3 separate regions of the Mus musculus genome follow, and regions 1 and 3 are each linked to region 2. A link is a contact called in public HiChIP or PLAC-seq and capture Hi-C data. All regions are on one chromosome and are shown on one strand. The core of a region is the stretch at or near the end of the contact, and the rest is flanking DNA. Distances in the headings are between cores, read along the strand shown.

Region 1 (3,536 bases), core at 540-3,039, 570 kb before region 2:
AAATGTACGTCAAAATATGGATGTGAGTGGGGGAATGTCAAGTCATGGGTGAAGGCCAAAGGACACTGCAGGAGTTGGCTCTCTTCTTCTGTCATATGAGTCCCAGGGATAAAACACAGGCCCTCAGGTCACCAGGCTTTACCCACTGAGACATCCTACCAACCCTATTTTCTATGTAAGAACTTTTTTCATTTTTATTTTATTCTATGAGTGTTGGCCTGCTGCACAGGCATGAAGTGTACCATACACATGCAGTAGCCTACAATGGCCAGAAGAGGGCGACAGATCCTCTGAGACTCTCAAGCAATTGTGAACTCGCAGTCCATGTGGGTGCTGGGAATTAAACCCAGATCTTCTGAAAGAGCAGCCAGTGCTCTAATTACTGATCCATCTCTCCAGTTGCTACACACGTCATTTAACATCTTTTTTTTTTTTTAAAGAGGGTCTCACTGTATAATAGGCTGGTCTCAAACTCCTGCTTTACCCTCCCAAGTGCTGGGATTACAGGCATGCCCATCATAATGTAGTTTTTCTGTCATTAAAAACAAACAAGCCGGGTGTGGTGGCGCACACCTTTAATCCCAGCACTTGGGGGGCAGAGGCAGGAAAATTTCTGAGTCGGAGGTCAGCCTGGTCTACAAAGTGAGCTCCAGGACAGCCAGGGCTACACAGAGAAACTCTGTCTTGAAAAAACAAAAAAACAAAAACAAAAACAAACAAACAAAAAAAACAAGACCAAAAAAACAAACAAACAGCTCTCAAGCACTTGAAATCATCAAAATCGTGTTCTCTATTAAAATGTTAAAGTTGTATTTGAGTCTTTAATTCACATGGTTTTCCTTATGCACGGTGCAGTAGGGGTCCAATTTCACGTCTTTTCCCGGTGGTACCTAACTTTGTTGTGATTTAGCAAAGAGCAAGCCATAGCACCTCCTCCCAGGTCCCCAAGTGCAATACCTCCTCTGACAACCAATTTTACATATGTGCTGACTGATTTTATGTCAATTCCCTGTTTGCAGGCCAGCCGAGCTTCTTCTCTACATCTCTGTCTCCTTCTGGGAATATTTTAGTCATTGCATCCTGGTGGCTAACCAGGTTTCTATTTTCTGTAGATTTTAATATTTTATTACAAAGTGGGAGGGGGTGTTGCAGCTCATTAGCTCTTTGCCCTTTTATCAGGGTACAATTTGTAAAAGGCTCAGGTTTCAGATTGAGCCAGCTACCAGCAACCACAAACCTCTGGGCTGAAGGACAAATTTTCGGACAAAAGCGGAACCTTCTCATTCCAGTAAGCACTGGCGATCATGTTAGAAGCAAGGCAGTGCAGGTTTAGATCAAGTCCATTTTACAGGCGAGGACAGCCCAGTGCTCCGTGCCACTATGGCTCTGCCTGGTTTGTACAGCTTCGTGTGCCCAGCCCTCCTCCCTGCTCCTTTAAAACCATGGCCTCAGTCTCCCCATCTGCTTTCTGTGATTCTCTGCAGCCTGCTCGCTGATCCCATGAAAGAACACTGACCCAGAGGAGGATGAGACATAGCCTTGACAACACCGTAGGTCAATCAGCCCAGACCCTTATACCTCCCTCGCCCCTACATTTCTCCAATCCTGAGACAACCGCACCTATCTCCACTGACAGACAACTTGGTGAGCTCTCCAAGGCTCTAAGGTATTTGCTCCATCGCAGCTCCTCAGGCCTCCTACATTAGGTTTCTCAGGAGCCACCAGGAGGCGCTCTCGCTGTCAAGCACCAACTCAGCCCCCCCCTCCCCGCACCGCCCCCTCCGGCTGCGGCCCCGCCCCTCCCGGTGCCGAGCCCCGCCCTGTCCGGCGCGGCCTGGCTCACTCTGTTCTCCCGGTCCCCGGGACCTTAGACTACGGCCTCGCCACCTCTCCGGTCGGATCATGGGCTCTGCCGATCGCCCCGCGCTGAGGTCGCCTTCGTTGCCGCCCCCTCCCCCATCGCCGCCGTCGCCGCTGCTGCTACTGCTGCCTCTGCTGCCTTTGTGGCTGGGCCTGATGGGCCCGGGAGCGGCGGCGGACGGCAGCGAGCCGGCGACCGGGGAGGGACGGGGCGGAGCCCGCTCAGTGCGAGTGGATGTGAAACTGCCGCGGCAGGACGCCTTGGTTTTGGAGGGCGTCAGAATCGGTCCGGAAGACGGTCCGGAACCTCTGCTGGGTGGCCGCCTGCTGCTGGTGAGCTCAGCCCCGCCTAAACTTGCCATGACCCTCGGATAGACCCCGCTGTCTTCATCCAGAAGCTAGCCCTTGACAGCCCAGAATGCTACTACTTCCCAGCCTTCAGGAGTTGGCAAACCTGACAGCCACATGCCCCTTCCACACTCATTCCCGTACCCGTACCCTGACCTTGCGTGCTTTGTGGCAGACCCGGGCTGCCTCTTCTATTCCCCTTGCCTCCTTCTTTTCATGGCTCCTCGTTACACAGATGGATGTCGTGGATGCTGAGCAAGAGATACCCGTAGATGGCTGGATTGCAGTGGCATATGTGGGCAAAGAGCAGGTCGCCCAGTTCCACCAAGAGAATCAAGGCAGTAGCCAGAAGGCATATCCCAAGGCTCTGGTCCAGCAGGTGCAAAGGGTGTTTGAGGGAAGGGGAGAAAGAAAATGCATTCGAAACATCTGCTAGAGCCAGGCTAACAGGTGGCCTATGAGGAGCCTTTCCAGAGAAGCCCTGGGCCCGAGTGGGTCAGCAAACACCAGTATGGAGCATCAAAGCAGTGTGATGGGGAGGAGGTGGAGAGACTTGCTGGGGAAAGTGGACCTGCTCTGGTGATAGGAGCTGGCAAGGGTGGAGAGCTGCTTTGCTAGGACTAGGGCCAATGAAAAGAATTTTGGATCCTACAGAATGAAAGGAGCATAAGTTTCTCACACACATGATAATGTACAAATTTCTTAAAATCAAGAATATTCTTTATGTAACTATGGTGTAGGAAAGTTAGCATCTATAAAATGTTGTGATCTATGTTCCATAACTAAATATTGCCTTAGTCCACAACCATCGTGTGTTGCCTTTGGCTGTCATTATCTCTTCGGCCTCCAAAACCATCCCTTAGCTTTGGCTTGACTTCAGGGAGCTTATAGCTAGTCTATCCAGATGTCGGGCTCCTGAGAGCTGGGGCCGTGGGTAAGGCAGGTGTGTGACAGCCTCCCACCTTCCGTCTTCCCTTGCAGATGCGTCGAGCCCTTTTCCTGGGAGCCTCTGCCCTGCTTCTCCTCATCTTAAACCACAGTGTGGTCCGAGAGGTAACCTGGCTTGGACTGTGAGGGTGAGCAGGTGAGGGGACAGGGGCCGGAAGCCTGCTGACCCTGCCTGTCTCCTGCAGCTGGATGTATCCCAGCTTCTGCTGAGGCCAGTGATTGTTCTCCATTACTCCTCCAATGTCACCAAGCTGTTGGAGGCCCTTCTGCAGTGAGTTCCGTTTGTTCTGGGTGGTCTGATGCCTGAGTGCTGTGGGTCTCTTGCTTTTCGATGGGCTCTAGGGGAGGAGACTATCTCTGAAGAAGGCCCTTACCTGTTG
Region 2 (3,551 bases), core at 343-2,842:
CAGTGTACTTAAGACAACTTTCGATACTTGGAAATGCTTATAAAAGATCAGAGTGGGGGCTGGCGAGATGGCTCAGTGGTTAAGAGCGCTGACTGCTCTTCCAAAGGTCCGGAGTTCAAATCCCAGCAACCACGTGGTGGCTCACAACCATCCGTAACGAAATCTGATGCCCTCTTCTGGAGTATCTGAAGACAGCTACAGTGTACTTATATATACTAAATAAATAAATCTTAAAAAAAAAAAAAAAAAAAGATCAGAGTGGCAACACTTTCATATGGACAGGAAGCTACCCCACCAGAGGAAATACAGCAACTAGTAGACAGAGCCTGTCTGGGCAGCAGGTCAGAGAGCCCTGAGGGGGCTGGAGAGACGACTCAGTGGCTAAGGGTACTCTGGTTGCTCTTCCAGAGGACCTGCGTCCAGTTCCTAGCACAGATGATGTACATGCAGACACAACATAAGCAAATAAAATTAAAACAACAAAATTTAAAAACAAACCAAAAGAGGTAAGAAAGGAAGGAAGGCAAGAAGGAAGGCCACTCAGTGAAGGAGCTGGTCGGTGGTGGCTCAGGCCTACAATCCCAACACTCAGGTGGCAGAGGCAGGAGGGTGAGTCTAAGGCCAAGCCTTGTCTACCATCTAGCTCCGGGACAGCAATAGCTACACAGAGAAACCCTGTCTCGAGAAAAAGAAACCAGTCGATGAACATGCTGGCCATCAGTAACATACCTTCCCCAATACTCTCACAACCTTTGACATAAAACATGCACAGAGTGTGGGACAGTTAAGTCAAAGAGGGCTCGCCATTTCCTACTTTATATTCATCCCCACATTTTCCCAGGATGCTATCTTTCAGTGGTATCATTAAGTATGAACGGTAGCACCTCATCTGTATCCCAGGATCTTTGATCCACTATGACCTTTATTCAATACCACGGTTAAGTGCTTTAAGTCCAGTATTGCCAGTTAGGGCTTGAGGTTTCATAGTCTTCACGTTTAATCCAAAGAGCCTACGTGGGCGGCCTTCGGAACTGAAACATCAATTTTAAAAGGTCAGCCACATGGTCTAAGGAGACCTACTTTTAACGACTGCCTTGCTGAAATCTGCCCTTGAAACTAGCAAGGACGGCAGGGGTCGGAGTTCCAACTCACCACCGACTTAATGGAGTGGTTCAGACCCGTAAGTCCTCTGATGTCTCAGGAGTCAGGAGTTAGCTTTCGCAAATGAATATGTGGAACTGTGTGACAGGACATACCAATTAGGCCTCGCACCATGTCAAGAGAAATAGATGTATTAACGGGCACAGTTCACCCCAGACCTGGTAAGACTTGATTGAGTTCCGTCCTACCTCCCTCCCAGTCACCCTTCAGGCGGGCCCAAGGTCAGGATGGCCCAGGCCCTCACCCCCTCGTTGATGTGCTCGTAGATCGCGTCTGCGCCCTGATCGAAGGCTCGCTCGAAGAACAGGGCGCCCACTGCGATGGTGAGGGCAAAGGTGGAAGTTCTGCGGAACAGCAAGGAGTACAGGCGCGAAGGGATCGTCGGCGACGACATGTTGCCTCACTGCCGAACTCGCGCCACTGCGCTTGCGTAGAACCCAATGTCTTGCTCCAAAAGTTTCAACGCGCCCTGCTTTATGGGAATTGTAGTTTCTCTGTATCTCAGAGTCGACATTTTGAACCATTAAAGAAACTGATAATGTGCACAGGGTAACAGTTTATTACAATGTTCATATTCCACACAACCAAAATTTGATAAGACTTATTTCTCAGTTTTTCTCCTCAACCATTTCCTGCGTTTGGCTATTTTGAACTACAAGTCCCGAAAGCCCCTTAGCTTACCCATCTTCCCCAGTGCTGTCTCGCCTTCGTATTCCGCCTTCTCGGTACCTTAGGAAGGACTACAAATCCCAGCGAGCAGAGCGCAACGCGAGGACTCAAGAGGAGGAGCCCGGAACCAGGTATCTTTGGTGAGACATCCGCGTCCAAGTTTTAGGCTCTTTTCCCAATCAGAAGAGTAGGCATTTCATTCTAAGTCCGCGCTATCCGCTTTTTCTGGCATGGGGAGTGAATACAGAGGCAGGGAACCTGAGTTTCTGTGGCTGCATCTCGACTCTCTGCCTAACGTCCTTTGAACCTACTCCAGATGTAGGTTTGGGGGTGGCAAAAGTCGGGTCCTGCAGTTCTAACTCTTAAGCCACGTCTCAGGGGGGAAAGTGGCTTTGCACTTGCTTCCTGTTCTCCAGAGCGTAGGCTTTAAAGCCAAGAACCCCGGCTTCGGAGATGGGTGACCTGGTTGTAAAAGGCACCGTACTTTTCTGAGTATCCCCTCGGGGTCTTGAGATGATCCCCAGTAAAAGAAAGGTTCCCAGCTCTCCTGGAGCGCTCTGGCCGTGGTGCGTGGGCGATGGGGAAGCCCAGCACTTCTGGAAACTAATACTTTGTAAAAGAGAAAACCCAAATGCTTGGACGGATTGCTTGCTCTTTAAACCTGAGTAGCCGCTTAATGGAGGACTGAATATATTGTAGCAGGGTAAACAGGATAATGTTTCTAGAGGCAACTGCACTGCTGGGGTGCTTGAGAAAGTGTAGAGTGGCCTCTAATGAGTAGGTGGCCTGAAGTCATCTCTAGTCTGGCCTTGAATCCCGTCCTGGGTAAGGAGTCATTCTTTTCCTAATTGCACTAGGGAGTCACTGAATGGGTTTAAGCTGGAATGCTTTGAGGTCTATTTACATTTTAATGTTATCGTTCTGACTTCTTGCTAGAGCAAAAACTGAAGAGAAGAAATTGCAGAGGTAGGTAATTTAGAGTAGAGAGGTTTAGAATAATGGTCAGATTTGAGATGCATTTTGGTAGGTAGGATAGACAGAGCAAGCTAGCAGAAGTGTGCAAGAAAGGTAGAATTAAGAGGTGGGCTCGGTTGTGGGTGCCTTTAGTCTCAGCACTCCAGATGCAGGTGGGTCTCAGAGTTCAAGACCAGCCTGGTTTACAAATTCCAGGACAACCAGGGCTACACAAAGAAACCCTGTCCTGAAAAACCAAACCAAACCAAGAAACAAAAATAGGAATTAACATCTAGAGATAAATTAAGATTTGACTACAGAGACTAAATGGTTTGTGTTTGTTTGTATGGAGAAAAGGTTTTACACTTGCTCTGGCTTGCCTGGAACCAGCTACATAAATCAGCCTGACTTTTAACTCCTGGTGATCCTCCTGTCTCTGCTATCTCTGGAAGGCTAAAATTATAGACAAGCACTATCATGCCTGACCTGTAAATTGTGTGTTTATAGATTTGGTTTTGGTTATTTTAAATTATGCATATGTATGGGAGGTTAGGGGGTGACATGTGCTCCTGAATGTCGGTACCCACAGAAATCCAGAGGAGGGTATAGCATCCCCTGGAGCTGGAGCTGGAGGTTATGAGCTATCAAATGTGGGTGCTAAAAACCAAACTCAGGTCCTCTGTTAGAGTATTACATGCTCTTAACATGATCTCAAGCTCTGTAAGTTGTGTTTTGTGTGAGTTGTCCCTTAGATATGAAGTAGAAAC
Region 3 (3,869 bases), core at 489-2,988, 670 kb before region 2:
GCTTGTCCTGTGTTCCAGCTCCAGAGCCATATAAACCAGGTGTCCCAGTTAGGGCTACTGTCGCTGAGACACAACAGCATGACCAAGGTAGCTTGGGGAGGGAAAGGGTTTATTCAGCTTACACTTCCACACTGCTGTTCAAGGAAGTCAGGACAGAAACTCACACAGGGCAGGAGCCTGGAGGCAGGAGCTGGTGCAGAGGCCATGGGCGGATGCTGCTGACTGCTCACTTGCTCTGGATTGCTCAGCCTGCTTTCTTATAGAGCCCAGGACCACCAGCCCAGGGCTGTCACCACCTACAAGGGGGTGGGCCATCCCTTCATCGATCACTAATTAAGAAAATGTCCTGCCGGGCATGGTGGTAATGCCTTTAATCCCAGCACTCGGGAGGCAGAGGCAGGCAGATTTCTGAGTTTGAGGCCAGCCTGGTCTACAAAGTGAGTTCTAGGACAGCCAGGGCTACACAGAGAAACCCTGTCTCAAAAAAAGAAAAAAAGAAAAAGAAAATGTTCTATAGATTTGCCAGTAGCCTAATCTGATGGAGGCTTTCTCAAAGGTGCTCCCTCCTTTCTGATAACTTTAGCTTGTGTCAAGTTTATATAAAATTACCCAGAATACCAGACTTGATGGCCCCTGCCTGTAATCCCTTCACTGGGGAGGTGGAAGCCGAAAGATCAAGAGTTCAAGATTCTCCGTGGTTACACAGTGAGTCTGAAACATCTTGGCCTACGTAAGAACCCTGTCTTTTTTTAAAAGTGTATTTTGTATATTTCAGAATATCTGAAGTTATAATATGAACATACATGTATCAGTAGGAAAACTGAATAAAATAGTTACTGTTTCTGGTGCTAAGTCATTGAAATCTGATTTGCCGTTTCTACCTAGCACAGGCCATACTTGTTCCTGACCAACCACATCTCCAACAGACAATAGTCCAAAGGACAGTGAGCCCTTGCTTGGTCACCCCCTACCTAAAACTTAATTTGATCCATGGGACGACAGAGGGGAAAGGTGTCAGTGGCCTGTTTCACTATCTCCTCCCTGCTCAGGTGCCACCTGCTTTGCAGAAAATTCATGCCAAGGCAGCCTGTGTTTTCTCATCCTACCCAGAGAGGTCAGCCTACTCAGTGTGGCTGCCTCCCACCCTCTACCTCCCAGAGGCTCACCCCTGGGCCATCCTGTAGTTCCCGCCTGAGCTGACGGCCTTCATAGAGTGTTGAAACTGTGTGTGCCGTGCCAGGCATTCTGCTAACACAGGAGACATGGTCTTACCTAATCCCTCCTAACTTCTAGAGGTCTGGAGCCATTTGGCAAATAAGGGCTCTCCTGGCCAGCAAACATTTGTGGAGCGCAGCCTGTGTTCAAGGTCGGGGGAGGGGGGCTGGGCTCTCCTTGGGCAAAAGGACTCAGAAGTGGTGACATTTTCAACTCCCACTTGGCTCCGGAAGTGTGTGCTCCACGTACCTGTCCTTAGGTGAGCACTTTCTTAACACCCACTCCCCACACACCTACAGTCCCACCCCCTGAAAGCGCGTGAAGACCTGGAGGTGAGGGCCACTTGCTACCTCAGACTCTCAGGACACCTCTTGAGATCTGGTCACCTCTCTGTCCCCTTAAGGTAGGCTTGATGACCTGGGGCAGACAAAACAAAAGAAAAACAAAAACAGGGGAGCACTGGGTAGGGCGGGGCAGGAACAGGGATTCTCCCTTGGGGCGGGCCTCCCTTGGGGCGGGATCAGCAGCAGACCTGCTAAGTAAAGCCCTGTGAAGGTGGCAGCAGCTGAGGCCTAGCAGAGAGCACCATGAGAGGACAAGTCGGGGACCTGAGCCCGCAGCAGCAGGAGGCTCTGGCCAGGGTAAGGGGTGAGGGGTGAGGCGGGAGGGAAGGCACGGGAGCCAAGCAGAACCCAAGCGGCCCGCATTGGCTACAGCTTTATGCAGGGACTGGTTGGCGAAGCCAGCGCCTCCCGCGCACACCTGGGCTAGGACCTCTCTCTACCTCTGAGCAACTGCCGGTGTGTGTGCGTGCGCGTGTGTGCGTGTGCGTGTGTGTGTTTGCAAGTTTAGCCTTCCAGCACAGCTCCCACCACCCATCCCTGGCCTCTGTTCCCAGGCCAGTGACTTCTGCCAGGCAGATTAGGAGATCCCTGCCAGATTGCAACAGTGTTTGGTTTGGTTTCTGTTGCTCGGGTTCCCAGTCTTCTCCCTATCAGACTTACTTGTTTACTTTTAATTATGACAGAGAAATAGAGGGGCTAGGGGTCTGATTTTTGAGAGCCTCCTGCAGGCTGTACCTGGAGAAGGGAAAGGCTATGAGGAAGGGGAGTCCCATCCAGGTTCTCATTCAACCTCGTTTGAAGGGGAAGCTTAAGAATTGTGACAGGTACTGAAGGTGTTTAAGTCTGGAATCCCAAGCCTTGCGAGACAAAGACCAGAAGATTGTGGGTTCAAGGCCAGCCTGAATTTAGTGACACTGTCTCAAGGAACAAGAGATGAACGGCTTGTTTTGTAGTGTCTCCCATGCGGAAGAACCTTACAGGGAGACATGAGAATCCTGGGTGAAGGAGGGGACCTGGAGATTCAGCCATTAAGGGGTCCTTAGTGGAACAGGAAGGACCCTCTGATGAGACTCCCAGGGCTGATGGTCTCAGAAGGCACCCGGTGCCTCCTGAGTTCTTTTGGAACTGGAAACATGGTCTCTGGGAGTGGACTATGATAGAGAACCCCACCAGCCACTCCTACTTTCTCCACTAACTAAAAGTAACAAATGCTTGCTATGTTAAAACATATAGGAAGAGAAAGGAGGAAGGAGGGGGAGGCTAAGGACGGCCCAGAGCTCTGTACTGCCTTGCCCCGGATCACTTCCTTCCAGAGTCCTCCTGAGCTAGGGTGGGCCACTGTGGTCACACTTCAGACACACAGTCTTCAGTGTGGCACTGTAAGGTGGCTTCTCTCCAGGCTGAGTTAGAAGTCACCTGGAGGGGAGGATAGGTATAGCTTTGTTTTTTACAGGGCACTGGCCCCTTTCACACCCTCCAACCCCCACCCCTGACAAAATTTCCTTTGGCTCCTGAGGATGCAGCTGCTTTCTGGTGTGAATCCTCCCTTTGCCTGCTGGGAGCCAGGCTTCAAACCTACCGCTTGTGTGCACCCGAGAACATCACACGGAATGGCAGAGAGGGGCGGCTATGAATTTACCAAAAAACAAAAAGGCCAAAGAGGAGAAGTTGTTTTTTTTTTGGGGGGGGGGGTCTGTTTGTTTGTTTGTTTGTTTGTAGATTTATTTATTTGTGTATAGGAGCACTTTATCTGCATGTCAGAATTGGGCATCAGATCCCATTACAGATGGTTGTGAGCCACCACGTGGTTGCTGGGGATTAAACTCAGGACCTCTGGAAGAGCAGTCAGTTCTCTTAACCGCTGAGCCATCTCTGCAGCCCAAGGAGACGTTGTTAAATGCACAGCTGCACAGTGATAATCCCAGAGAAGAGACCATGCCAACTCAGGTGGTGTCGGCCGGTCTGTCACAGCAGCTAACTGGAAGTTTAGTCATCTCATAGGCTACTTGTGCAGGGTCATCAGCTGCACCGAGGCTGGCTTTAGTAAACTGCAGAGCACCAGTTATTTCCAGACTGGCCTCTAGGTGTTAGGCTGTAAATGTTAGTATCCGGCATCGTGCATCATCAGGCCCCAAGTGCTCATGTTCCCCTTGCTACAGTGTAGGAATTTCTACCTTTACGTTTGGCCTTTTTTTTTTTTTCACATATTTTTAATTGTGTAAGCAAAGCCAAATGCAGTCCCATGTCATCCTCTGCTGGATTATCATTATTAGCCTGGCGTGGTAGCATACACCGTTAATCCCAACCCTG

Evidence for each region. HiChIP or PLAC-seq counts read pairs in DNA pulled down with a chosen protein or histone mark. Capture Hi-C pulls out chosen DNA fragments and counts their contacts.
Region 1: a capture Hi-C map of macrophages shows a contact between it and region 2, with 6 times the contacts expected there. The contact joins the promoter of Rnf215 here to the promoter of Uqcr10 in region 2. A contact is called at or near these places in 7 of 39 promoter capture datasets (the 3T3-L1 cell line, the SN4741 cell line, hematopoietic stem and progenitor cells and 3 more), 7 of 115 datasets of contacts at active chromatin or transcription factors (VIP interneurons, acute myeloid leukemia, bone marrow-derived macrophages and 3 more) and 4 of 9 other capture datasets (adipose tissue, embryonic stem cells, liver and 1 more).
Region 3: an H3K27ac HiChIP or PLAC-seq map of embryonic stem cells shows a contact between it and region 2, with 3 times the contacts expected there. The contact joins the promoter of Sec14l4 here to the promoter of Uqcr10 in region 2. A contact is called at or near these places in 1 of 39 promoter capture datasets (embryonic stem cells), 1 of 115 datasets of contacts at active chromatin or transcription factors (embryonic stem cells) and 1 of 9 other capture datasets (macrophages).

Annotation. Positions count from the first base shown.
Region 1 is chr11:4,133,371-4,136,906 of GRCm38.p6, forward strand. Rnf215 (ring finger protein 215) reads left to right here and starts at 1,790. Exons shown (of 9, transcript NM_027859.3): 1 at 1,790-2,193; 2 at 2,444-2,587; 3 at 3,190-3,261; 4 at 3,342-3,427. The coding sequence starts at 1,903.
Region 2 is chr11:4,702,752-4,706,302 of GRCm38.p6, forward strand. It overlaps Uqcr10 (ubiquinol-cytochrome c reductase, complex III subunit X), which reads right to left and starts at 1,593. Exons shown (of 2, transcript NM_197979.3): 1 at 1,406-1,593. The coding sequence starts at 1,555. Zmat5 (zinc finger, matrin type 5) reads left to right here and starts at 1,905. Exons shown (of 6, transcript NM_026015.3): 1 at 1,905-1,970.
Region 3 is chr11:4,030,044-4,033,912 of GRCm38.p6, forward strand. It overlaps Sec14l4 (SEC14-like lipid binding 4), which reads left to right and starts at 1,739. Exons shown (of 12, transcript NM_146013.1): 1 at 1,739-1,856. The coding sequence starts at 1,803.